7 separate regions of the Mus musculus genome follow, and all the other regions are linked to region 2. A link is a contact called in public HiCAR-type and promoter capture Hi-C data. All regions are on one chromosome and are shown on one strand. The core of a region is the stretch at or near the end of the contact, and the rest is flanking DNA. Distances in the headings are between cores, read along the strand shown.

The links. Promoter capture Hi-C pulls out the DNA fragments that hold promoters and counts their contacts. HiCAR-type assays count read pairs that join an accessible place to other places.
Region 1: a contact with region 2 is called in a HiCAR-type map of astrocytes, with 4 times the contacts expected there. The contact joins the promoter of Zxdc here to the promoter of Chchd6 in region 2. A contact is called at or near these places in 4 of 39 promoter capture datasets (hippocampal neurons, liver, second pharyngeal arch cranial neural crest and 1 more), 2 of 484 Hi-C or Micro-C datasets (CD4 T cells and muscle stem cells) and 2 of 115 datasets of contacts at active chromatin or transcription factors (astrocytes and extraembryonic endoderm stem cells).
Region 3: a contact with region 2 is called in a promoter capture Hi-C map of pre-B cells, with 4 times the contacts expected there. The contact joins the promoter of Kbtbd12 here to the promoter of Chchd6 in region 2. A contact is called at or near these places in 6 of 39 promoter capture datasets (the 3T3-L1 cell line, hippocampal neurons, liver and 2 more).
Region 4: a promoter capture Hi-C map of pre-B cells shows a contact between it and region 2. The contact joins the promoter of Mgll here to the promoter of Chchd6 in region 2. A contact is called at or near these places in 11 of 39 promoter capture datasets (the 3T3-L1 cell line, 3T3-L1-derived adipocytes, cranial neural crest and 6 more) and 1 of 115 datasets of contacts at active chromatin or transcription factors (astrocytes).
Region 5: a contact with region 2 is called in a promoter capture Hi-C map of liver. The contact joins the promoter of Uroc1 here to the promoter of Chchd6 in region 2. A contact is called at or near these places in 13 of 39 promoter capture datasets (the 3T3-L1 cell line, HPC-7-derived erythroid cells, cranial neural crest and 8 more).
Region 6: a HiCAR-type map of astrocytes shows a contact between it and region 2, with 4 times the contacts expected there. The contact joins the promoter of Klf15 here to the promoter of Chchd6 in region 2. A contact is called at or near these places in 7 of 39 promoter capture datasets (the 3T3-L1 cell line, cranial neural crest, frontonasal cranial neural crest and 3 more) and 3 of 115 datasets of contacts at active chromatin or transcription factors (astrocytes and embryonic stem cells).
Region 7: a contact with region 2 is called in a HiCAR-type map of embryonic stem cells, with 6 times the contacts expected there. The contact joins the promoter of Cfap100 here to the promoter of Chchd6 in region 2. A contact is called at or near these places in 14 of 39 promoter capture datasets (the 3T3-L1 cell line, 3T3-L1-derived adipocytes, embryonic stem cells and 8 more), 2 of 115 datasets of contacts at active chromatin or transcription factors (astrocytes and embryonic stem cells) and 1 of 9 other capture datasets (embryonic stem cells).

The regions. Positions count from the first base shown.
Region 1 is chr6:90,368,243-90,371,544 of GRCm38.p6, forward strand. It overlaps Zxdc (ZXD family zinc finger C), which reads left to right and starts at 1,252. Exons shown (of 10, transcript NM_173002.3): 1 at 1,252-2,326. The coding sequence starts at 1,417.
Region 2 is chr6:89,593,974-89,597,582 of GRCm38.p6, forward strand. It overlaps Chchd6 (coiled-coil-helix-coiled-coil-helix domain containing 6), which reads right to left and starts at 1,679. Exons shown (of 8, transcript NM_025351.3): 1 at 1,486-1,679. The coding sequence starts at 1,572.
Region 3 is chr6:88,626,034-88,629,615 of GRCm38.p6, forward strand. It overlaps Kbtbd12 (kelch repeat and BTB (POZ) domain containing 12), which reads right to left and starts at 1,396. Exons shown (of 6, transcript NM_001278671.2): 1 at 1,364-1,396.
Region 4 is chr6:88,722,519-88,726,162 of GRCm38.p6, forward strand. It overlaps Mgll (monoglyceride lipase), which reads left to right and starts at 1,894. Exons shown (of 8, transcript NM_011844.4): 1 at 1,894-2,053; 2 at 3,183-3,327. The coding sequence starts at 3,203. All of the region lies in intron 2 of Gm26588 (a long non-coding RNA gene), which reads right to left.
Region 5 is chr6:90,331,499-90,334,899 of GRCm38.p6, forward strand. Uroc1 (urocanase domain containing 1) reads left to right here and starts at 1,791. Exons shown (of 20, transcript NM_144940.2): 1 at 1,791-1,946. The coding sequence starts at 1,821.
Region 6 is chr6:90,460,648-90,464,226 of GRCm38.p6, forward strand. It overlaps Klf15 (Kruppel-like factor 15), which reads left to right and starts at 1,929. Exons shown (of 3, transcript NM_023184.4): 1 at 1,929-2,078.
Region 7 is chr6:90,426,566-90,429,889 of GRCm38.p6, forward strand. Cfap100 (cilia and flagella associated protein 100) reads right to left here and starts at 1,915. Exons shown (of 17, transcript NM_173775.3): 1 at 1,814-1,915; 2 at 873-978. The coding sequence starts at 924.

The sequences.
Region 1 (3,302 bases), core at 2-2,501, 770 kb after region 2:
AGCATACAGACGTGTCATTGCTGTCATTTGTTGTCAGTAGCTTTTGTATATCAGATGTGCTGTTCAATCAACACTTTTAATGCCAAAAACTTTTGCTCCTTGGAGAACCCATCCCTATTAGAGGCTAGCCCTAATTCCCCATCTCCCACTAATCTACTGTCTGTATAACTTAGCTCTTCTAGACATTTCATATAAATGGCATTATAGCACATTCTCTTTTGTGGCTGAAATATTTTTCATAGGTTTGGTCATGACATAACTTGCAAAACTCTGTAATTGCTCAAAAATATTCCACTGTATGAATATATATTCATCTGACAATGAACACTTGCATTGTTTCCCCTGGCGAGTTGTTGTAACAAAGATTACTATAAGCATGCAAGTAGTTTTTGTGTAGACATATTTCCATCCCTCTTCAGGGAGACACAGGGGGAGGGAGATACCCTTGCATTTTAAGGGGCAAATTGGTGGGAAATGGGGGTAAACCAGTGTAGGTGCAAATGGCAGGTTGGCAAAGTTTTAATAGTATTTGAACTTTCAGAAGACTAAAGCCTGACCTACAGAAAACAGGCTGGAGGCAGAAAGGACTGGAATGGGTGGGGGCGGGGAGACAGTTGGGTAAAGGTGGAGCGGAAGACAGGTTCCTTAGCTATTTGAGAACCTAGGAGTGAAATAAGTTTGAATTTGAGTGGTGATGACAGGAGTGGTGTGATTCCAGATGAATCCGTATGAGACAAGGGGGATTGTGGAATTCAGGGAACAACCAGCAACTTAGAAGGCAGACATATATCAAGGAAACACGGAATGTCTTTAGTGGTTTAGGTAGGGATCCCATCAGGACCTGCTACAGGGCAAATCAGGTCGGTGGCACAGTAGCAGCAGATAGACGCGCTCTTCGGCGAGGTCATAGAGAGATGACAAGCAAAGTGGAGAGGTTCAAAGCCTGAGTGTCAGTTCTGGATCATGTGGCCACAGGTAAACTTGACTTGTTTCCTTACACTTGGCAATCACAGGTTGAATTAGCTCGTATTTTCAAAGTACAGAGGGCACAGGAACTCTTAAGAAACGCAATCAGTTTTCATTCCTTTGCGCTACCCAGATGCAAAAGTAGGAGCCCAAATCTGAAGACCCTCTTTTTCCAAGTTGGGACTCCAAGCACAAGACAAGTTGGAGGCTCCGCCCCTGCTCCAGCCCCTGGGCTTCCTCGTGACTACAGTCCCGACAGCCCTCGCGCGCCACGCCCACGCCCACGGCTCCTGCGCACGCGCAGCTCGAGATGCGACTCTGGGCTGTAGTCTAAGCTCAGCTTTGACAGAGGCTCCCGGGGGGCGGACCCTAGGTGTCGCGCGCATGCCTGGCAGGGCTGGGCAGCTCTTCTCCGGTGGCTGCGGTTCGGACGCCTCAGCTGGGCCTAAGATGGACCTCCCGGCGGTGCTGGCCGCCCCGGCCACGCGCGGAGACCAACATGGCGGTGGCCCGAGCCGACTTCGCCGCGGCGCGGGGCCGTCCCTCGGTGCCGGTCCCGGGCGCCGTCGCCTGCTGCTGCTGAGGGGCCCGGAAGATGGCGGGCCCGGGCCGCGTCCAGAGGAGGCCCCGGGGCCCAGCCCGCCGCCCCCGGAGGACGGCGGCGACTCCTTCGTGGTACTGCTGGAAGTGCCGCGCGCGGCCGACACCCATGGTCAGGAGGAGGCCGAGCCCGATTCGGGCGCGAGCCCCACGGAACAGGTCCCGGCCGCCGCCCCCGGCGCAGCTCTGGCAGGCACGGTCACCATCCACAACCAGGACCTCCTGGTGCGCTTCGACCGCGGCGTCTTCACGCTGGCTGCGGCGCCCGCGCCAGCCGCCCCGAGCCTGCATCCCGCGACCACCCCGGGCCTGGAGCCCTCGAGCGCTGCTGCGTCCCGCCGCGGGCCGGTGGCCGCTAGCGCTGGCTCCCCGGCCTACCGCTGTCCGGAGCCGCAGTGCGCGCTGAGCTTCGCCAAGAAGCACCAGTTGAAGGTGCACCTGCTGACGCACGGCAGCCTCCAGGGCCGGCGGCCCTTCAAGTGCCCGCTGGATGGCTGCGGCTGGGCCTTCACCACCTCCTACAAGCTCAAACGGCACCTGCAGTCGCATGACAAGCTGCGTCCCTTTAGCTGCCCGGTGGGCGGCTGCGGCAAGAAGTTCACCACCGTCTACAACCTCAAGGCGCACATGAAGGGCCACGAGCAGGAGAGCTTGTTCAAGTGCGAGGTGTGCGCCGAGCGCTTCCCCACACACGCCAAGCTCAACTCCCACCAGCGCAGCCACTTCGAGCCCGAGCGGCCTTACAAGTGTGATTTCCCCGGTAAGCTGGAGACGCGGACCTGCCGGGGCGGGCGGGACCCGGCGGGGTCTGGACCCAAGGGCCAAACTGTCGCTTGTTTGGGCAGGGTTTGCGGAGGTCGGGGTGGAGGCGTTACGCGCCCTGATCTAAATGAGAATAAGGCAAAAACACTCCCGTGTTTGTTTTGAAGTCCCTTTCAGGTACTTAGATATGAAGCTCTGGGTTCCTACAGCCAAGTGGCATGCACAATCGCAGCTATCCGTGGGGAGGGTACAAACCTTTGTTAAGATGCTTACATTGGAAGTGACCTCTTCTCAGAGTTGAGTCAGGACTTTATTTTTCTCAGTCTACTCGTTCAACAATACCAGAGGAGTCAGAGGTCCAAGATACATAAATCGAAATATGCCACCTTAAAATACTGAGGGAATGAGCACACATTGGTGCTTCTCTGGTCCCTCTCCAGCCTCTCTGGAAGCCCCATTGATTAGAGGACACAGAGCTCCCAAGGACGCCTCGAACATTGGATCAGACCCCTGTCCTTTCCAATATTATGAATAGAGTGATGCTCCTTCATCAGGAGCCGGTGTGTGACACAGCTGTTTTTGTGTCTTTTATACTGATTTTTGACAGACTAATCAGTTTCTGGAATCATGTCTGTTCTTTTTACTTTTAGCCAGCATCTAGCTTGCACATTAACATTTATATACACTCTGCACTAGTAATGTGCATTGTAGATTATTCTCATATGAAGATTATTATTATATGTAGGGTATAGCACCTGAAAAGGATATCTTGTGTGTTGTATGGGGCTGGGAGGAAGAACCAGACTTAACTTGTACAAGCAACAGATTCTACTGTTGTATTCTAGCGTGCACATCATATCTGATAGAGTCTGATGTAGAAATCATCAGGCTGATGATTGAAAACATGCAGTCATTTCCTAATCCGAGAATGATGATGGCTGCTCTCACCCTAGCAAAGGTAGCACCATTCTCTA
Region 2 (3,609 bases), core at 429-2,928:
CACATTCTGAGGCCCCCCACAAAGCATCCCTCATGTCTTCTCCATTGCTTCACACACATCTTCATCTGATCCTTGATAGTACCCAGGATAACCTCCCACCATATCTCTATCTCTCTCTCTCTCTCTCTCTCTCTCTCTCCACTCCCCAAGTAAAACTCAAAAAATAGCTCTTGTAAGCTAAATAAAAAATAGCTCTATTAAGGAGTTCAGATGTCAGACCCTCTGAAGTCTTTTTCTGAATCTACTCTCTAATTCACCTAGAGCCAACTCAGAGCATTTTGTTTGAAGTTTGATTTATTTCATTGAGTTCACTCATGTAATTACTTAACAATTATCGACCAAGTACACACTAAGTGCCATGCACAGGTATAGAAGAAAGTCTAGCAAGAAGTTTAACAAACAGCTCTGGAGCTGACCTACTTTATAGTCTTGGGTCTCCTACTTTGTTACCTGTGTGACCTTGGACAACTTATGCCAATAGGACCTCAGTTCCCCATAAGCTACAAAATGGACTAATCAAACTTTTGGTGGTATATGCCCCTCCTTAATCCTAGCACTCATGAGACAAGCAGACACAGAGTCCTGGGCCAGCCTGACTTAATATTGAGACCCTGTCTCAAAACAAAACAGAGGAAGAGGTACTAACAATTCTACTGCTCATTGATTGGTTGAAAAATTAAATAATACCTGTAAAGAGCTGCCAGTCTGAAATAAAACAGGAGCTTTTATTCTTGTAAGTTCCGGTGATAAAGTCATGAATTACACAAGAACTTCAGCCAAGCTATCAGCTAGAGCTCTAATGGGAAACACAATAAACACAATTTGTTTCAAACTGTGTTGGATGCTGAGAAAATCATAAATGTGTGGCAGTAGTGTGGGAAGTCGCTTGAGACTGTGGTCAAGGAAGGATTCTTGGATGACACCTGAGCTGTAACAAGAAGACAGCCAGGTTAACGATAACTGAAGAAACATCGAACACCTGGGATCTTCTAGGAAGAACAAGGAGGTCCTGAGGCAAAAATAAGTATCTTATGAAGATGAGGAAACAGGCCAGGAAAGGGATGGGAAGGTCAGTGGGCACCAGCACATCTTGTAAAAGCCAAGTGAGGCTATTCCTCCTGTTCGACGTGGTAAGGACCAACTGTAGGTTTTTAGTTGAAGAGCGGATAAGGCATATGACCTAATACACAGTAGCTGAAACTCTCCTTTTGCTGCCTCACGGAGAAAGGCACGTGAACAAGATTGGAAATGGAAGAACACTTTCAAAACGTGCTGCAGCACACGCAACGAGAAGCACAAGACAAGTGAAACCGGGTAGAGCACGGAACAAATCCGGAACCGAGAGAGCCAAGGCGGTGGAAAATGACTTGAGGCGGCCGGCTGCCCCCGAGTGCCAGCGGCCCCATGTATCTGGTCCCCGGGACGGCGGCTCCCATTCCCGCCCGCACGCTCCTCCGGCCCGCGCCCTCCCGCCGCGCCGCTCACCCGGATGCCCTGCAGCACCCGGACCCGCTCCTCCTCATCCATCTCGAAGGACACCCTTCGGGCCTCGGCGCTCTCGGCGCTGCCCATGACAGGAGGCGGGCAGGGCGTGAGGCCACGCGAGCCGGCTCCACAGCAACCAGGACGACGCTGCTCAGCGGCCTACGCTCGTCACTCGGGACACAGGCCAGCAACACTGCGCTCTATTGGCTGCTGGGGCTGGCGCGCGTTGCCCTGTGGGATTTGTAGTCCAGCATTCTGGCGCCATTAAAAAGCTCTGGAAGGGGGCGTGGCTCTCTGAGGTAGGGGTACCTGTGGGCTGGAAAATTGGACAGAGGGCCAGCCAAATAGACGCTGAGACAAGGTCATGGTTTCTTATAAATCTTATCCCTGAAGCAAAGTAAAAGTCGTGTTCTAAGAATAAACTACCAAGGATGCTAAGACAACTGTTAATGATCTATGTTCATGTTAAGCATTCAGCAGACTTGTACTGAGCCACCCCATGTAACCTGCTTGAGTCATGAAAGAAACAAATTTCAAACACAAGTGAATCTACTGTAGTGCAAGGGAAACGACACTGTAATACCGCGAGACAAATTAATAAATTGTGGCAACCTCACAGATGGAGCCTTTACACAAATGGAGCCTTTAAGACCTAAAGGTGAGTGTAGTTTGCCATGAGATGATAGAGAAAGTACTATGCTAGGGACCAACTGTTAATCCCAATGATGGGAGGAGAAAGACCACCGGCCCAAACCATCCTGGGCAAGTTAATTAAAACAAACTTTTAATTCTTGTACATAGGCTGTCTTCTCCTAAGATGGAGTTCAAGAGGTCAGACTTTGAGGTAGAAAAGATTTTTATAGGTCAAGGATAAGGGGTTTCCAAATTTGAGGAGGGGTGGGGTATGGGAGACAAATAGACACAAAATATAACTAGTTAGTCTTAACCTCTTGTGAAACAAAGGCATGTTTCTTAGTGTTTCTATTGCTATGAAGAGACACCATGGGTGACTCTTAGAAAGAAAAATATTTAGCCTGGTGTGGTAGCCCATGCCTTTAATCCCAGCACTCAGGAGGCAGAAACAGGCAGAAACAGGCCTGTGAGTTTGAGGCCAGTCTGGTCTACAAAGAGAGTCCAGGAGGGCTTGTTACACAGAGAAACCCTGTCCAAAAAAAAAAAAAAAAAAAAAAAAAAAACCCTAGGACTGGTATGGTGCTAGAGGAGGGAATGAGAGTTCTGCATCCTGGTTGACAGGCAGCAGGAAGTAAGATGGCTTGAGCTTCTGAAACCTCAGAACCCATACCACCCCAGTGACACACTTCCTCCAACAAAGCCACACCTACTCCAACAAGGCCATACCTCCCAGTAGTGCCACCATTCATTCTCTATGGACCAAGTATTCAAACACATGAGTCTATGGGAGCCATTCCTATTTAAACCGCCATAACATGTTGCAAGTGTTAGAGTCTGAGAATCACTGAAGGAAGGCCCCAGACTCAAACAGTATGTAAAGGCAAACAATATTTATTCTGCAAAAACAACCAGCATGCGTGGGTCAATCATTCATCAAAATGGTGACCAGAAGAGGAGCTCTTCTTAATCAGGGCTAGTGGAGTTTGCTGAAAGGGTTAAGTAATCTCTAACATGATTAGCTAGGTGTATGGCAGTTACATTAATACAATTTCTGATTGCTTGCTATATTAGTTTTACCATTTTTGGTCAGGAATTTCAGAAACTAGCCCAATTCAGAGTTTGTTATCTCTCTCAGCCAGTTGTCCCAGGAACTGACTCGGTTCTGGTTCATTCTCCCTCTCAGCCAAAAGTCAGGACCCGTATTGACTAACGATCCATTGTCTGTGACTCTCCCAAGGAGTCTTTCCTGCTTCTTTGGGAAACTGAAACTTAAGGCCTAATATGGCTGCCTGTTCTAAAATGGAGTGGTTTAGATCCTCTCATAAAGTGGTCCTAATAAGGTACTCATAACAAAGTGGTCAAGTCATAACAACAGGTACGCATAACAAGGGTACCTGTTATGGTACCTGTTGTTAACGAGAATTTATAAGTGTTGAAGATTTTCTCTTAACTCAGCTAGCTTCCAAATAATGGATACAGGGCTATTAGATT
Region 3 (3,582 bases), core at 146-2,645, 970 kb before region 2:
GGGGGAAATATTGTGGGAGGGGTGACAGGGAGGGGAATGTAAAGTGAGTAAATTAAAAAAAAAAGAGTTTCTTGGTATGGTTGTTTGATCAAACTAATGCTTTGTTTAGTTCTACATCATTCCTAATAACCTTACCCTCCTATATCTGAATAAATATTTCTGAGGCAGGGTCTTTCTAGGTAGCCTTAGCTGGCCTCTGATTCACAGCAATCTTGCCTGCCTCTGTCTCCTGTGTGCTAGGATTAAAGGCATGTGTCACTATATCTGCCCTTCTCTCTTTGTGTTTTTACATGTATATGTTAGCTTTGGAGATTCTGATTTTGCTTAAACCATGCTTTAAGTTATTATCCTCTTGTCCAACTATAAATCCTTCCAGGAGACTTTCTTCCCTTTATTTGTGGCATTATGACATCTACTTTTGACCTCCACCCTCAAAGTTAATTCACAGTCATTATTTGCTCTCTGAGATAGAGGCCTCATTCCTGGGGAAGGGCCAGCTGAAGCAAACTTGAAACATTCCCGCATTTATAGAAAAAAAAAATGGCAACAATGGCTTATTTCCAAGTGACCTAAAAGCCAGCTGCAGCTTCTCAGTTGGCACATCTGCCCACCCGTGCTAAGCCCTAAGTGTCAGCCATTATTTATGGTGCCTTCCCTATTTCTCTTCTTGAGGGTGATTTTACAGCCATTTAAGTTTGTGACCCCTGGTTTATAACCTAACACTCTTACTGTATGTTGTTTCTGCCATCACCAGATTTCCCCAGTCCTACTTTTGCCAGCGCGGTAGGAAATGGCTGAACATGCATACCACCCTAATTACACTCAACTTTCCCCGCTGATGTCGTTTCCCTGATTTGTTTAATACGAACAAGTCACCCTCAGATGTACATAAGGCTTGCAATAATGAGTCACAGAGATGATAAAGACAAATAAGCTTTCTCTTCTTTTTCCTTTGGTGTGCTCGCAATGTTTTGCATTCACCCAGTTCCTTATACTTTTTCCGAGTGCTTTAATATGCATTATAGCTCATTAGTTCCTCTTAAGAATCATGTGGGGAAAATGCAAGGCAATTATATTCCTGGCTTTAAAGTTAAGAGAGTCGCCCAGGGATACATTCAGCGCTGATTGAATTTAAACGAACCGAACCCTGCTTTATTATGGGCTCCGGGAAGGCAGGAGAGCCCTTACCTCGATGGCATTTATAGTCTAGCGGGGTCGCAAAATAATCAGCCGGGTCATTTAGGGAAGGGAATTATCCTGGAGGTCTAGCAAATGGATTATGCCGCAGGGAGACCGGAGCGGCCGCTGACCCCACACCGGCCGGCCGACCGAGGGGGCGTCCCCTCTCTAGGCCCCTACTTACTCGCTGCTGCTCCGCCGCCATGGCGCCGTGACTAGGCACACGCGGGGTCGGGAGGGCGCGGCGGGGCAGGCCTGACTGACTACACTACCCGAAATGGGCCTGGGCTGACAAGCACTATAAATAGACCAAGCGAGGGGGGTGCAAGGGACAGGCGGCGTCCCAGCGAGGACGAGGAGGGCGCTGGCGGCCACCCAGAGGTAACAGGTGCTCGGCCTCCGCGCGGGAAGCGGCCGGGACACGCGCTGCAGTGTGCGCCTGCGCGGGGTCTTCCCGCGCCTGTTCCACACAGACCCCAGAGGTCCCTCACCGGCAAGTGCGCCTGCGCGGGGTCTTCCCGCGCCACACCGCGCGCTAGGGACAACGGTGTTCTGTCAGTCAAGAGCCCAAAAAGACACCTTTGAAAAGAGAATTTGGAAATCGGATCTTTTAAGGGGACACGTCTTTCATTTAATCTTTAAACGTTGCAAAGCTCACCCGAGGCTTCTGTGTGATCTTATTGAGTACGGCCTATGGTAGGGTTGCTGAAGAAAACACAGGAATCCAGTTAAATATACAATTCAGACATACAAGTGGTATTTCTTTTCTTTTTTTCGTATAATATGTTTCAGAGATCGCATGGCCAGTCCACATTTAGAAGCAACTCATTGTTTTGAAACCAAAAACAGGTTTTGGTTTCAATACAGAACATAGAATTCTGTATTTTTATTTATTACAGCTGGCAACTGAATTTCAGCACTCAGCTTCTGATGTGGGAGGGGGGATTTCCTGTAAGTGGAAAGTGTCCCCGAATCCTGAGAAAAGATTAATTCTGTTCTCAGGGTGCTCTCAGTGATGGGGAGCTAGTACCCCTCAGAATGTCATAGAGCATCATCTATTTTGTGATTAAAGACTCAGTATTAAGTCAGCTAGCTTAAAACGAGCCAGAATGGCTTTAGTGTAGTAATACACATTTGTGTGAGGGTTACAAGCTCTTGGGAGGAGGGGTCAAATGACCCTTTCACAGGGGTCACCTAAGACCCTTGGAAATATCACCACAACATGAGAGTCTGTATTAAAGGGTCACAGCATTAGGAAGGGTGAGGATCTCGATAGGTTAAAGTGAAGCTGTCAGTGGATGTGTATTTCTAGGAGAGAATCTGTCACCTGGTTGTTTCAGTTTCTAGAAACCGTTCTGATTCTTTTGTGTGTGATTCCTTTCTCTTAAAGTCAAGATCAAGCTAGAAGTGGTTGGACATACTTGTAATTCCAGCACCCAAGAAGTAAAGGCAGGGGAATCAGGAATTTAAGGGGCTGTCGGCTTCACTGGGAGTTCAAGGCTAGCTTGGGGCACATGAGACACTGTACAATAATACTCCGTTACTCCCTCCCCCAAAGCTTTGGGGGTCATAGAAATAAGTCTTTCTCAGGTTGGATCATTCTGGTGCACACTCATATTTTTCCTTTTAAAAAAATCTTTGTGGTAAAATATGTTTAACATAGATTTTACCACCTAGTCATTTTAAGTGTTCAATCTAGCATCACTAAATATATTTATATATCAATATATAAACTATAACTTACTATAGTTTGGATGTTGATTTTCCCCCAGAAGTTTGCATGTTGAACCGGTGAGTTCCAGAATGATGCTATTTGGAGGTGTTTGACCCTTAGGGCGGGAGACCTGATAAGTCCTTAGATTACTGGAGGGCATGCCTCTGATAGAGTCAACAGGAGCTCAGTTGGTTCTCTTCCTCTCCTACTTCAGTTTGCCTACTAGAGGTCCAAAACAATGGGCTCAGTTTGGAACCGTTCCTGCTTGAAAGAAAATCTTTCTTTTCTTTATAAGTTAATCATCTCAGATATTTCGTTATAGTAACTGGAAGCTGACTAATACAACTGCCATCACCACTTCCATTTCTATATTTTAAAATCATGACAGTCATTAGAAAGTAATGCCTCATTTTTCTTCTTTCCCAAATATCCAATCATCTCTAGACTATTTTCTGCTTGTATAAATTTACCTTTTATATACTTTACATAAGCAGAAACATATATTTGTCTTTTGTTACTAATTTATTGAATACTGCCCTTAAAGTTCATATATCATCTATGAAAATTTTCATGTTTTAAGACTCAATATTACTCTATGTATTTAATGTATGCATATTTAATTGGATTTTTCATTTTTGAGAGAACTCACTATGCATTCATGACTGTCCCCAGACTCATCATCCCCTGGC
Region 4 (3,644 bases), core at 644-3,143, 870 kb before region 2:
AGCAACTCTAGATTCAGGGGAGACTCTGTTGACAGCTCAAGGGACCGTTCTTCTCAAAACTCTCAAACCATTGAAAGTCACAAAACACCAGTGCTAGGAACATTCAAACCCGTGGCTTCAGGACCCTGCTACCCTTGCTCTCAGTAAACCACAGCTGAAGTGAATAGTAAGGATACTGTTAAGGCCCAGTCCAGCTTTGAGAACAGGCTCCCAGTCCTTCGCCTGAGCTTGCTTACCCTAATCCTGACCTGCCAGGAAATACAAAATCAACTCCAAGAAGTCATTTAGCCACTCCTTCTGTGTCCAAGCCCTGGAGACCTGCCTAAGGCAGAGGGTGAGCTAGGTCCTTCTGCATGGCCTGCAACCAATCTGTCTTTCAGAGACCCCTTTTACCATTCAAGTCAAGTTAGATTGCAGCCTCACCTTAGGTGGACACTACCACTGTGCTGCCCTGACAATGATACTATTCAACCCTGCTATTTTGCAAAGTGGTTGGCCAAGAAGAAAGCCCTGGAAAGCCTGAGGAGATGGGTGTGGGTTGGGGTCATCCTTCCTCTGCAGCTGTCACTCACAGGTGGCAGGCATAGGACACAGTGGACAGGCTGTAAATTTAGTGCTGGATTCCAGACTCCACAGCCACATAGGCAGCTGTGCTAGTGGGACCTGGATCCTGGGGCACCTAGGGGAAATGGTTTCATGCAGTGTGTGTGTGTGTGTGTGTGTGTGTGTTTGCTTGCAGTATGTCTGCTTCCTTCTCAGAGCTCTAAGCGCTTGTGCGTGAATGTCACGCATCTTTAGCTCTCTGGGTGTATATGGTGTGTTGTTTTTCTCTGTTGTGAACAAAAACATGGGGAAAGGAGCTACTTCTGCTGCTGAGGCGGAAAACTAAAGGGAAGCTGTGTCTGCTGAGATTAGCTGGCTGATTAAAGTTTCAGTACTATGGAGAGGTTGGAATGTTCCAGGTCCAGAGGCAAATTACTTTATTTTGGGCTAAGTTCGGGCCCTCAGGAACAGCCATTTCTTTCTTGCCCCTCTTTGTTAGAACTAACTTCTTGAGGCAATAGATGAACACTGTTTAACTATTGATTTAACACGATAGTTAGCTTCTACAAATCCAAAAGTTAGCAATGCTATCAGATAGCATTTTGAGCCTATAGGAACACTTTCCCATTTCACTGTTACCTGACTCTCTGTTGTACCCACCAATGTATTTTAAACTTGCCTTGATATACGGCTTTATCTGTTCTGTAAAACTATTTTAAAAACAAAACAAAACAAAACAAAAACCAAAAAAACCCAAAAAACTTCCCGAAACTGCTTTCACATAGGAACATGGAATTAGGGGTAACTTAAATCTGTGTTTCCAGCTCATGGTCATTCAAAATGGCTCCAGAATAATCTTTTCCCCTGTAAGATGAGAGCTGTGGTTTCTGCGCTGACACTCACTGTGTGTGTGGTGTGTTGTTTTTATCTGTGTGCATGGTGTCTAGGGCGTGTGCGTCCATGCTGTGTGTTTGTATTCATGTAGTAACTGTGACATTCACTTGTACCTCTGTGTGTAGTTTGTATCTGGGGAAGGGTCCTGAGGATGTGTCCTTGTGGGTGTGCCTACACCTGTGCTATCTGAATGTGGGTCTCGCACGTGTGCAACTGTAAACATGTGCATGCAGTTCTAGTGAGCGTGTTTCTGCTCCGGGGACCAGTGTGAGGGTCTGTGTTCTCGACTGTGCGCATGGGCTGGAAGGGCCCCATAATTCGGTTCAGTGCCCCGTGAAGGTCCCCCACGCGGCCAGGAAAAGCGCGAGGCAGGTCGGCGGGCGATGCCCCGCTCCTCCCCGGGGGCCGGGCACACGTGGGGCCCCGGCGCCGCCTCCCCGCGCGTCCCCACCCAGCGGGCCGCCCCCGCCGCCGAGCGGCTGGGGATAAAGTGGCGGCGCAGACGCCGCGCCCTATCGCTGCGCAGCCGGCCGCGCGCAGTAGTCTGGCTCTAGCCCGCCGCAGACCCGGACCCGCGTGGTGCTCGGGGAACGTGACAGCGGCGCTCGTGGCCCGGGTAACTGCCTCCCGCCCCTGCCTCAGGATAGGAGCCGCCGCCAGGGGTCCCCTGCGCGCGTGTGCGTGCGCACGAGTGTGCGCGCGTGTCAGCGTGTGCGCGTGAACGCGCCCCTCGCGCCCTCGCACCAACCCCCAAACAGACTTGTGCCCGTCAACTGCATCTTCCCAGACCGGTGTGGGAACAACGGCCAGGTCCACGTCCTGTGTGGCGTGCCGATGACAGCCGCGAGGTTTCCTTCCCTAAGCGGTCGCGGGCGGGCAAGAGGCAAAGTTTGTCGGAGAATCGGGGTGACTTTGCTCGGGGACCCGCATCTGCGCGAATGCGCGGTGCCGCGGAGCGCGTCTCGCAGCAGCTCCGGGCTGGGGACCGGCTGTCCCTCGCTCCCGGAACCCCTTCAGGGGTGTGTTCTGGAAAAGTGGCGACATGAGCTAGAGCTGGAGCAGCAGGAGGGAGCAACTCGCACCCCTGCAGCCCAGGCGGGGAGGGCGCGGACCCCGTGGTGCTGCCCTGCGGCCGCGATGAGGGAACAGCCCTCGTTTGCCTGGCGCTGATACTCGAGGCTGTGGCGGTAGTGGAATGCAAAAGCCAAGACTAATGGAAACAGGTTTGTCATGGCATCTTTGGCATTCAGAAGGGAAAAATCGCTTGGGGCGCGTCACCTACTTATTATGCCCCCTGAAACCCGCACAGTGGAGATTTTAGGAGAGATGGGTCCTTGCAGCTGGGGCTTTGTACCCACGGAACTGACTGTAATTTCCGCTTGATTACAGCTAAAATAGTCTTTAAGATGAAGTTTCCTGAGATGATTTAAAATAAACACAGATGGGAGGGGGGCTATACTGAGGCACTTTAAAAAAATAAAGTGAGCATTTTCTTAAGGACAAACAGGACTTTTCAATCTTGAAGGGGTTTGCAAGAGATGTATGTAATTTTAAAATATATATATCAAATTGGGGTTTGGTGGGGTTTTTTTTGTTTGTTTGTTTTGTTTTTTGTTTTTTGTTTTTTGTTTAATTGCCTAGAAAAGAAGCCACAGCCACAGTCCTGACTCAAAAAAGGCTTTCTTTCCTCCCATATGGACATAAGTGTATTTCTGACTTTAGAATATGTCCACCTTTCTTCCAAGGGCCTAAAGACCCCTGCAGGATGCCTGAGGCAAGTTCACCCAGGCGAACTCCACAGAATGTTCCCTACCAGGACCTGCCTCACCTGGTCAATGCAGACGGACAGTACCTCTTTTGTAGATACTGGAAGCCCAGTGGCACACCCAAGTAAGTCCTCTCCTCTTCGTCCTCCTTCATCGCACCTGCTCCTCCTCCTCCTCCGTCATCATGAGGGCCACCCTTTCCGTGACCTGCCTCTCATGTCACTGACACCCCTGGCACAGCGGTGTTAGCAAAGTTGTGAGCTATACTTTATGCTTTTCTTTAAAATGACGGCTCAAGAGTTCTCTTTTCACTACAACTAGGATAGGAGTCCACTGTCTGGCAGTTTTCAAAGATTCATATGACTTTTTTTTTTGTACCAGAATTGATTCCCTGTTGCAAGCATTTATTTAAAAGCAAACCCAACAATTTAAAAAAAAAAA
Region 5 (3,401 bases), core at 541-3,040, 740 kb after region 2:
CCCTCTTCTGGTGTGTCTGAAGACAGCTACAGTGTACTTACATATAATAAATTAAAAATAAATAAATAAATAAATAATAAAAGAAGTAATAAAAAGTAAGTTTACTTTAAAGTGACACGTAAAATATAATGTGTATGTATTTAAGTACCATTACTTAATATTTTCAATATATCTTACATATTGATGTATTAAGTTAAATATTTCTGTGTACACAAACTCATATTTAAGGTGAAAAGAAATGATATGCACTTTTATACTTTGTCAAAATTTTTTTAAAAAATGCACAATGTGAAAAAAAATTCTAGGACTGAAACTCAAGGGTAGATGGATGATTAGCATATCCCTGGAACAAAAAATAAAAAATAAAAAAATAATTAAAAATAAAAAATAAATTTAAAGAAAAAGGAAACCTAATCAGAAGCACACAAACTCGGGGTAGCATGTTACTTTATTCACCTGTGTACCATGAAGGATTTGGGTGTCAGCTGAATAGAAGGCATTCAGGATGAGTTGTGAGAGTTGTGGACCCTTCTGGACTTTGTGAGTGTTGTGGACCCTGTGGGCTTCTTGGTACCCTGGGGGTCCCTTCATAGGAGCCTTGTGAATCCTTCCTTAGGGACTTTGTGGGACTCTTTACACTGTCATGACTGGTGGCATCTGTCAATGGTGATTAACCCCACCTCCACCTCTCCCCTCCCTGGGATTCCCTGGAAAACAAGTGACTTCTGGGGCTATCCAGGAGTCACAAGACCGGCTCCCAAGGATGCAAAAATACTCTCACCACAAGGCCACCCAGAATGCCCCCTGGTGTCCCCAGACGCAGGACTGCAGACAGAGACAGATCTGCTTTTCTAATTGTGCTATAGAACGTCTTGTTGATGTCTTCACACCACTCCCGCATGTACACTGGACTCTTAAGCACAGATGCCATTTCAGTGGTGTCTCCATCCAACTGTGGGGTCCCAAGTCTCCAATATGAACTTCACTCATAACCAGCTCCAGGACTTCAGGAAGTCTCCTTGCCTCTCTGACCTCAGTTTCCTTTTCAGTGACATGGGACTGGAGTTCTGAGGGCCAGCACAAGTGCCAGCCACCTCATGTACTGCTCTAAGTGACCAATGGTTCACCTTCCCACTCTGCCAAAGGCCGGGTGACATGACCTTTTTCTGCAGATGGAGGAGTAGGTCACCACCCACCTGTGTACACAGGGACAGAGCAAAGGGCATGAAGTTGGCCAGGAGTGGACATTTACCAGGATCACTGGGACTCAATGGTGGACCTTTCCTGGCTAGGGGCGGGGGGAAGTGACACCTAGCATTGGCCTTTGGTCCAAGGCCAGGATGTGGAGAAAGGCTTTTATGCAGAGCTGTTAATGATTAGAGGTTGCTGGGGGCATGGAAAGCTGTAACCACACCTACCTTCCCCTTCTTGCTCAAGTGTCAGGGAAATGGAATACAAGGGACTTGCTTCTGTAGAGCTTGAGCCAGGTTCAATGTCACATGACTGCCCACCATCAATATTCCAACATTGCCACTTTTTAGACCCCCTCTAAGATTGGAAAAAACCTCACCCTCAAAGCCTACCAGCACCCCAAACTCATACCCATCTAACTTGGGTATGACCCCAAGGAGTTTCTCCTCTGGCAAGTAACACTCAGGCAACCAACCTATCAGGCAGTGATCCAAATGACCTGCCCCTTATGCCCTCTCTGGACCCAATGAGGGGCTGGAGGAGGTGGCCCTGGGGCTGTCCCCACCCTGCTTGCCCCTGACTACCCAGTCAGTCACTTCATACTTGCCTCCACCTCAGCTTCTGCAGACATGTCCAGCCTCCAGGAACTGTGCTCTGGTCTGCCCCTACGACCCCTTCCTGAGAACCGGGGTCGCTGGGCTGGGGTGCCACATGCTCCGGTTAGAACTCCGAACCTCAGCCCTGAAGAAGAGCAGGTAACAACTGCTACCCAGTCCTCTGGGGCTCTGGGGCCCTTTGGTACCTTTTAGGTGGCCAAGGTGGCTGGATACCCCTCTTTCTTTCCACATATTAGCTGTCCCTGTCCCTACCAGCTCCCAGCGAAGGGTGAGGGGGTGTGTCAGCATCTATCAGACTGACATTCTTCAGGTGAAGCCACACCTTAAGACTCGGAATTGGGGCTCCCACTTCCAGATGAGGACACTGGGGCTCAAGGTCACCCAAACAGTCTGTGGTGGTGGTGCTGCAGCCACCTCTGGTGAGGAACAGGAAGAGGCAGGGTGTGAAGTGGCCCTAGCTCAGCACCTTCGCATGAACCTTGTCCAGCTCCAAACACTGAGTGACCCTTGTGTCCTCTGCAACAGTTTTTCTTTGCCCCTACCCCAAAACCTCCCGTTGACTGCAGCTGTGTCCATTAAGGACACAGAAGTGCAGGGAAGGATGACAGTTCAGGTAGCCCCTCACCTGGTGGCTCCCTTTGCACAAGGGATTTAGGCCAAAGAGCTTTCCAAGCTGCCAGACTGAAGTAAGTCCCTGAGCCATGAGAGGCTGCTTTTCTGAAAGACACTGAAGTACAAAAGCTAAATAAAATGCCCTACTACCACCCTCACCCACAGACTGCTGTTCTGGGGAACACCACTCCTGGGCTTTTCCAGAGCTGCCCACAGTCAGGGAGCATGTTTCAGAGCTGCTGGGGTAGGACACTGGTGGACAGGAGCCAGGAATGAGAGCAAACAAAGAAATGAACTGAGGGTCCTAGAAAATGGGGTAGCACCGGGCAAGACAGGGCTGGTGCTGGAGAGGAGCCTACGGTAGAAGGACTGGGGTGGTGGTCACCTTGTCTTATCATTTGACCTGTCTCTTCTGCTGAGCTCATGTCTCTGCTGTGGTTAATGTTCTTCCTCCTTGGCACCAGTGCCTTGAGTAGCCACAAGAGCTGGGAAGGCTCTGTTGCTCCAAGGGCCTCTGCTGACACCCCTGTGGCTGGATGATGGTGATTAACCTCCACAGTGTTTTGTGGTAGCAGAAGGGCAGCCAGGAACTGAGAAATCGGGCCCCTTTGGTTTTATTCCTGTACGTCACCCTGTGTTTGAAGAGTACAACAAACATCCTTAAAGGAGAGGTGACTTGCAGATCTGAGGAGTTAGAGTTAGGAAGTGACTTAGTCTTCCCACTATGATGAAGTCCCAAAATTTAGTGAAAGCTTCTCTTTCGTTGACTTGCTTTCCATTTGGGGTGTGTGTGTGTGTGTGTGTGTGTGTGTGTGTGCTTACATGTGCACACATGTATACATATGTGGTTGTGTGTGTTCCTGTGTGTCTATGTGCTTACACACACATATATATGTGTACAAATGTGGTTGCATGTATTCCTGGGTGTTTGTCTGTGTCTCCATTATGTGTTTGCACATGCCCACACATGTGTGGATGTGT
Region 6 (3,579 bases), core at 679-3,178, 870 kb after region 2:
AAATTCATCAAGGCAGGGTCTCTTGCCAAACCCAGAGCTCACAGATTTCAGCTGGTCCAGCGGGCAGCTTGCTCTAGGAATCCTGCCTCCTCTGCCCTCTGTGTCCTAAAATTACAGACAGCTTCAAGACCTACCTGACCTTTACATGATGCTGGGGATGCAAATTCTAGTCCTGGGCTGGGAACACATAGAAATTTCTGCTATGCCACTTACATTCTCCGTAGGAGACAAGAGTTTACAGAATAAAATAAAAACTTCTAATACATTAGAAAATAGTAAGTCTCCAGAACTGTTAAACTGGATAGGAAAATGGGGGGTGGGGGATGCAGCAGGGAGCAGGGGGCAAATGCAGGCTCCCTTGAAGATGCCACTTGAGTGAAGGAGGGAGCCATGGGAATGTTGGGAAGGGAATCATACTCAGACAAACAGCATGTACAAAGGTCCTGAGCTTGCGCCTGGCAGGTTAACCTGAGAAAGAGAGGTCATGGAACAAAGGGACCCAAAAGAGACTGAGGAAGGCTGAGAGAATGGGGTTATATATACTTCCTGTGAGTGAGCTGGGAGCCCTGGGAAGGTTCTGAAGCAAGGATGCCTAATGTGACTCAGGTTTAGGCAGAATGTCCTAGGTTGGCCATGGCTTCTAGACAGCTGGGGCATCTTCCCTGTGGACTGAGGCCGCTCAGCTACACTGTTGCTTTCAAGCTTCTGATCTTTGACTGCACTTCTCCCTGGGGGTGGGAGACATTGGACAGACAGAGTGTGAGGAATGCAGAGCCCAGGGTAGGCAGGGCTATGGAGAAGTGTGCTGGCCCAGCCTGACCCTGCCCTCCCTTGACAAGATAGGATCAATCAACTTTATGGACTAGCCAACCCCACCTGCTCTGCGTGCTAGCCCTGGCTAGCTATTCACTGGCTGTAGAATACTGGGGAAGACTCAGACTGGGCCTATGATCAATCAGAACGTTGATGACCATCTTGTGCTAAGCACAGACTCCTTCCGTGCTCTGGCTAAGACTCAGTTTAACTGCTGGATCATGGGCACTCACCTGGAGAATCCTCAGATCCTTATTTAAGGGATCTGGCTAAAAATCCTGGCCCCAACAGGGACGGCTTGGAGAAGCAAGGGGAAAGGCTGGCCACCTCGCAGTGTCAGGTAGGAAGCGCCAGGAAGGAAGGTCTGTCCAAATGTCCTGGGTATTAAGAAGCAGGGGAAAGACAAGACAGACCTGGCTGTGCCTGGCCCTCTATCTGCTTGGCTAAGAAGGCCCACGCTCGCTCTCAGCGGGTTTTTTCACGCCGCCCGGGTTTGAAGCCAGGCAGTGTAGGCTAAAGTGCACAGCAGGGTACCCAGCACTCTCTGCTCACGTGTTTTCTTGGGCTTCACTTTCCTCATTAAACCGGTGCAAAAGCTGTCTATGATGGCTTGGGACTGCAATCTGGAACTCCCTCTGCAGATCAGAAGCACCCTGCAGTCTTTGGGGAGGTGCCGCCACTGGTGGTGGTCAGCAAACCTCCGCAGTTTGTCAGTCGCAGAAGTCTAGGGTAGCGCAGTGAGCGTCCATTCCCGTGAGTAACCATGACCGCTGGAGGAAAGACCAGATGTATTTTTACAATTGGTCCCTTTAGACACGGTCCCTACTAGATCGGGCCTTGTTAGGAATGCGGAGGGGGTTGCAGGGACGATTCCGCTCCCGAGGTCCCACGTGGTCTGCACTTCGGGACTCTGCGGGCTTTCAGTGGATTCTAGAACCCGTCTCACGTGCGCATCGGAGGACCCAGTGCAGATCCACGAAGAGACCGGAGAGCGCGTGGGCAGCGGGAGGGTGCGGCCGAGGCGGGGCGGGGGCGCGTGACGCGCGGCGCTAGCCAATGGGGCGCGCGCCCGAGGCCGAGCCTCCTGCGAGCCTTCGCGGCGCCCGCGGCGTCACGTGAGCGGCCGGAGAGCGGGGAGAGCGGCGAGCGGCGAGCGCCCAGCTCGGCCGCAGGGAGTGCGGGCTGCGGCCAGGAGCGCTGGACGCGCGGCCGCATACGGAGCCGGGCCGCACGCGCGAGGCCGCGCCAGGCGACGCGGAGTCCAGGTGGGAGACGCGCGATGTACCGCGGCCGCGTGGGTCCTCCCTTGGGGATCACGGGCCGTCCCCTGGCGCGCGCTGTAGGAACCACGCGCGGAGGCCCGGGAAATGAGGGGACCCCGGAAATGCGGGGACCCCCGTGAGCGCGCCGGGCCTGCAAAGGGCAAATCCGGTGTGCGCAGCTTCTGCCCGCGGAGCCCACGCGCGTCCGTGGCACTCCTGGACCTGCGCTCCCATATGGCGGGGCCTGGAGACCAAGGGGCGGAGAGGTTACTGTCGGTCACTGTTGCGGTGGCCTAAGAGGGGACGCGAAGGGGGTCACTGGGCGGAGGGTAAGGTACTCTCCGAAGCTGTGCGCCAGAGTCCGAGCCACCTCCTTCCCACGTACTTCACACCCACGGGTGGGCACCCACGCGCGGGCACCTGGCGGACACCCGCACGGCTGCACTGCGCCCAGCACACGCAATCACACGACACAAACTCACACCCATTTGCGCGTACCCGCAGCGTGCGCTTATGTTCCGTATCCCCACGCAGAGTCCTCAGGCCCCTCTGAACAAACATTACCGGAGGGACCGCTGAGGGTAGCAGCCGCAGGGGGCAGGTCATCCCTCTTGGAAACATTCTCCCCTGGAGGGCACAGGGGAGGTTTGCTACCACGGTATGGGAAGGTGAAATCTCAAATGTTTGACTGAGTCCTTCAGATATTGCCCCCGACCATGGGGAGTCCCCGCCGCCCTACAGGTGCGAGAATGGCAGTAACTTTGGGGCCTTCGGACTCCTCAGGGAGAAGACTCTTATTTTGAAGACCGGCCCCCATTCGCCACCCCCGTGATTTGCACGCTGACCCAATGGCTAGCCCTTGGCCGGCTCTCGGCTTGTTATCAATTACATGTTGTTCCTACAGCCGCTGTGTCCCCGGGAGGATAAACAGCAGGCCTGGCCGGCTAAGAGAGGGGGCGGAGTCCAGCGGCCTGCCGGGGACCGTGCCCAGAACAGGGTGCCCCCTCCCCCTGCACGCAGCCTGCGCCTCTGGCTACGCCACGTGCTGCTGTTTTTCTGGGACCGGCTTGATCGCTGGCACTTGGGCTTTCAAGTCCTGGGTCCAGGAAGTCCTGGATCCCCTGGGCCTTCAGTACTTCAGTGTCCCCAGGGTTGCTCAGCACTGTTTTAAGATCCTGTGTTATAACCGGTTAGGGCCACTCCACTCCTGCATTTACTCCTGGATTCTGGAAACATTCAGCAAAGGCTAGGTCTGGTTTTGACTCTAGATCTAGCCCTGTAGTGAACAGTCAAGACTGCTTGTATTCTGGTGGGGCTTGAGCATACAAGACAGTTTTCACAGTGATACCTGACCGTGAAGAATATAATCCTGGTGGCTTGTCCAAGGTGGGAGTGGCTTCTGAGTTGAGATTTAAATAATGAGCTCCCATCTGGAATGCTAAGAGAGCCAGGACTTCCACAAAGGGGGCCATTGGCGCCAAAGCCAGGGCTCAGTAGGGTGATC
Region 7 (3,324 bases), core at 665-3,164, 830 kb after region 2:
GAGATGGCTCTGAGCATCACTGTGGTGTCCGGGGAGATGTTGGAGGTAGGCTTTCCAATAGGTTTGGACTATGGAGGACTTGCCCTAAAAACACATTTTTTTTAAGCAGAAGAAAAAAGAAAAAGAAAAGAGGTGGCTCTGATTTGAAAGCTGAAGGGAGCAGACAATGCAGGAATGATAACACTGTCCACCTCACAGTTTCCTAGTGTGAGCACTGACAAGCATCCATGTCACTTGACCTGGGGACCAGCCAGCTCTCCTCCTCTAGACTCAGCCTAGCAGCCACAGCAGAAAAGAAGTAGAGAGGCTTGCTTTTACAGTGGCATCTCTCCCTACCTGCTACTGTCTACTATGTGTTCTTTCAAGTTCATGCACGGAAGTCCGTATCCCCACAGTACCTCAAAATGCAGCCTTGTTTGTAAATAAAGGCCATTGCAGATGTGTTTAGGAAAGCTGAGAACATTCTAGCATACACCCAAGTTCACAGTGATAAGAAGGACGACACTGGGGCACAGACACACACTGGAGGAACTCTATGGAAGAGCAAAGGCAGAAGTGGGTGGCGCCCTTAAGGCCAAGGGCAGTCAGGATGCCAAGTGCCCAACAGAAGGCAGAGGCACCTGGGTCAGACTCTCCACAAACCTCAGAAGGCACCAGCCCTGTGCTCCTTTTTCTCATGGCAGTCAAAGCTGTGCAACAGGCTTCTACCAGCTAAGCCATGAAGCCCTAGGTGGGGTTCTGCATCACGATAGCCACAGGAAAAGCATGCACAGTGTTGCTTTAGAACTACGTCAGTATTTGAGTGAGTTTACACCAAACTGTCCCAGGGTTCCTTTTGCCCTCCAGGAGCCCCCACCCAGCTCAGTACTTACTGTCTTCAACCATTTTCACGGAGAACCTAGAGGACCGTGCCTTGAACGCCATGGCTGAGGACCAACCGGTGTGCAAAGCTTGGCCTTAGCTGAAGCAGATTCTCGCCTGGAGAGTGACACAGTACTTGAGAGGATGGTTCCCCCAAACCCACAGCCCACTTTGAACTGAGTGACTTGCATTTCCACTATGTGGACTAACACTGCCTATTCCCTGTATCCAGGTTTAATGGAATCTACTATTCCCCTCCTGGGCAAGGCTGGCCCATATCTTCCTGTTCTCGGAACACACCAGCTTTGGTCTGCCTGGAGCCTCTGGGGAGCCTCTCACCTAGGTGAGGTTGGAAGGGTGAGGGGCGGGACTTCTCCCTTTAAAACTGGGCTCAGATGTCACTCTGAGAGACCTTCCTGCACCAATGCATGTAATGACCCTTCGTTTTCTTCTTTACAAGGTCAAGTGGTTACCTCTTACAAGACTTTTATTGCATATGTCTTCCAGAATGCAATCTGCACGGAAGCAAGCCCTCTGTTCCACCTGTTAGAGCTCCCGACGCTATGCTATGCTAGGTTCCCTTCAAAATGAAGTGAGTTTTCCTGTTTGCAGAAGCTCAACTAGTGTTCCAAATCTCAACGAAGCAGGGCCGAGGGTGGAGCCCAGGATTGCTTGCAGTCTGAGCATCTCTACCTCAGCCAAAACACTACCAGAGAATCCTGCCTCCTAACACCCCAGCTTCTCTTGGCACACCACACCCTGGGGCAAGAATGCAGCAGCAAGGGAATGGACCAGTGCTTAAATGGGGCCTGTCATAGATAAAGTGGAAAAGAGCACCGAAGGACGCAAAGCCTTGCAAGGGACCCAATAGAGTATTTGATCTCGGACCAGAGCCCCACAGCCACCCCGCTGGAGCCCACCCCCAAGCCCCCTGGCCCAGCCCCGCGCGCACCAACCAGCCGCGTGCACTCAGCTTGCTCCGAAGCCTCGGTCGGCAATTCTCCAGTCTTCTGGTCCTGAACTGCGTTTGCGACGCCAAGGCAACTATTCTCACAGGAGCTGTGATGTCATAAAGCCCCGGAGGCGGGCCCGGGCACACTGGGCGGGCTGGCGGGCCGGCGGGCGCGGAGTACTGTGCAGGACTGTGGCAGCTAAAGAGCAGAAGACACGGACTCAGGGAAGGGACAACGACTAGAAGCAGAGCGATCCGGGTTGTTGCAACCCTGCAACCCGGGGACAGGGTACGTTTGCCCAGCGCACTAGCTTCTTTCACCCCCAGATTCTCCTGCCCATCCGTAAAGGATTTTGTTGCAGCTAGGGCACAGACAACAGCCTGGCTCTTCAGAGAATATTTAGGAGTCTTGGGGCCGGGGAGGACGACGGTAAAACAGTCTACAGGCTAGGAATGTGCCAAAGACAGTCTCCCTTAGCTCCTGGCGCTACTCAGGGTCGCTGGCGCCACCCAGTGGGTGGAGAGATAGAACCAAGGCAAGAAGGCCAGGGGTAGGAGTGTAGAAGGATCCTGGAATGGGTCAGGGACCCTTGAATCACCAAAGGGACAGTATCCCGCAGGGCAGTCCAGCGCTGGGCATGGGGGAGCCAGGAAGAAAGGGTGGGCCCTGCATATGTGGTTTGTTGGTTTTGTTTGTTTGTTTGTTTGTTTGTTTGTTTGTTTGTTTTTTATGCAGCTAGTGTTAAATACTCTTTGCAAGCAAGTGGCTCCCTGCCTGGTGTTGGAGGAGGGCCCTTACACTGTGGTCTAGAATTCCCAATATTCTGGCCTCAGCTTCCCAGTAGGCTGTCAAAATAGCCAGACAAACTACAAAACAAAACAAAAATAATAGGAAGAAAGAAAGGAAGAAGAAAGAAGAAGGAAGAAGGAAAGAAAAAGAGAGAAAGAGAGAAGGAAGGAAGAGAAAGAGAGAGAGAGGGAGGGAGGGAGGGAGGGAGGGAGGGAGGGAGGGAGGGAGGAAAGAAGGAAGGAAGGAAGGAAGGAAGGAAGGAAGGAAGGAAGGAAGGAAGGAAGGAAGAACAACAGTAAAACCTGCACCAGGTTTGGAGTGCTTATTTATTCAACCAGTCAAGCAAATATTTCAGAAATCATTCATCTTTCACACCACGAGGGCTTTTACGAATTTAGAAAAATAAGCCACCAAAAGAGAACAAATGAGGGTGCTACCATTCCTGGTGTTAGCACACCTGTCCTGAGTCCCCGGTGAACCCTCACAGGGTGTCCTTTAAGCCAGGTATTGTTCTCAGCGCAGATCCATTCAGTACTTACTACCATCCTGATGACTAGGTCCGGTTCTGAACCACCACCCCTCAGCATGAGGAACCAATGTGAGCCTAAGATCCTAGAAGAAAGGCACACTGTGTTCAACATTGTACAAGCCAGAGTGATCGGTGAAACCTCAAAGACTGCGGAGAGTTGGAATGCTGCAAATCTAGAGCCAAAATTATCTG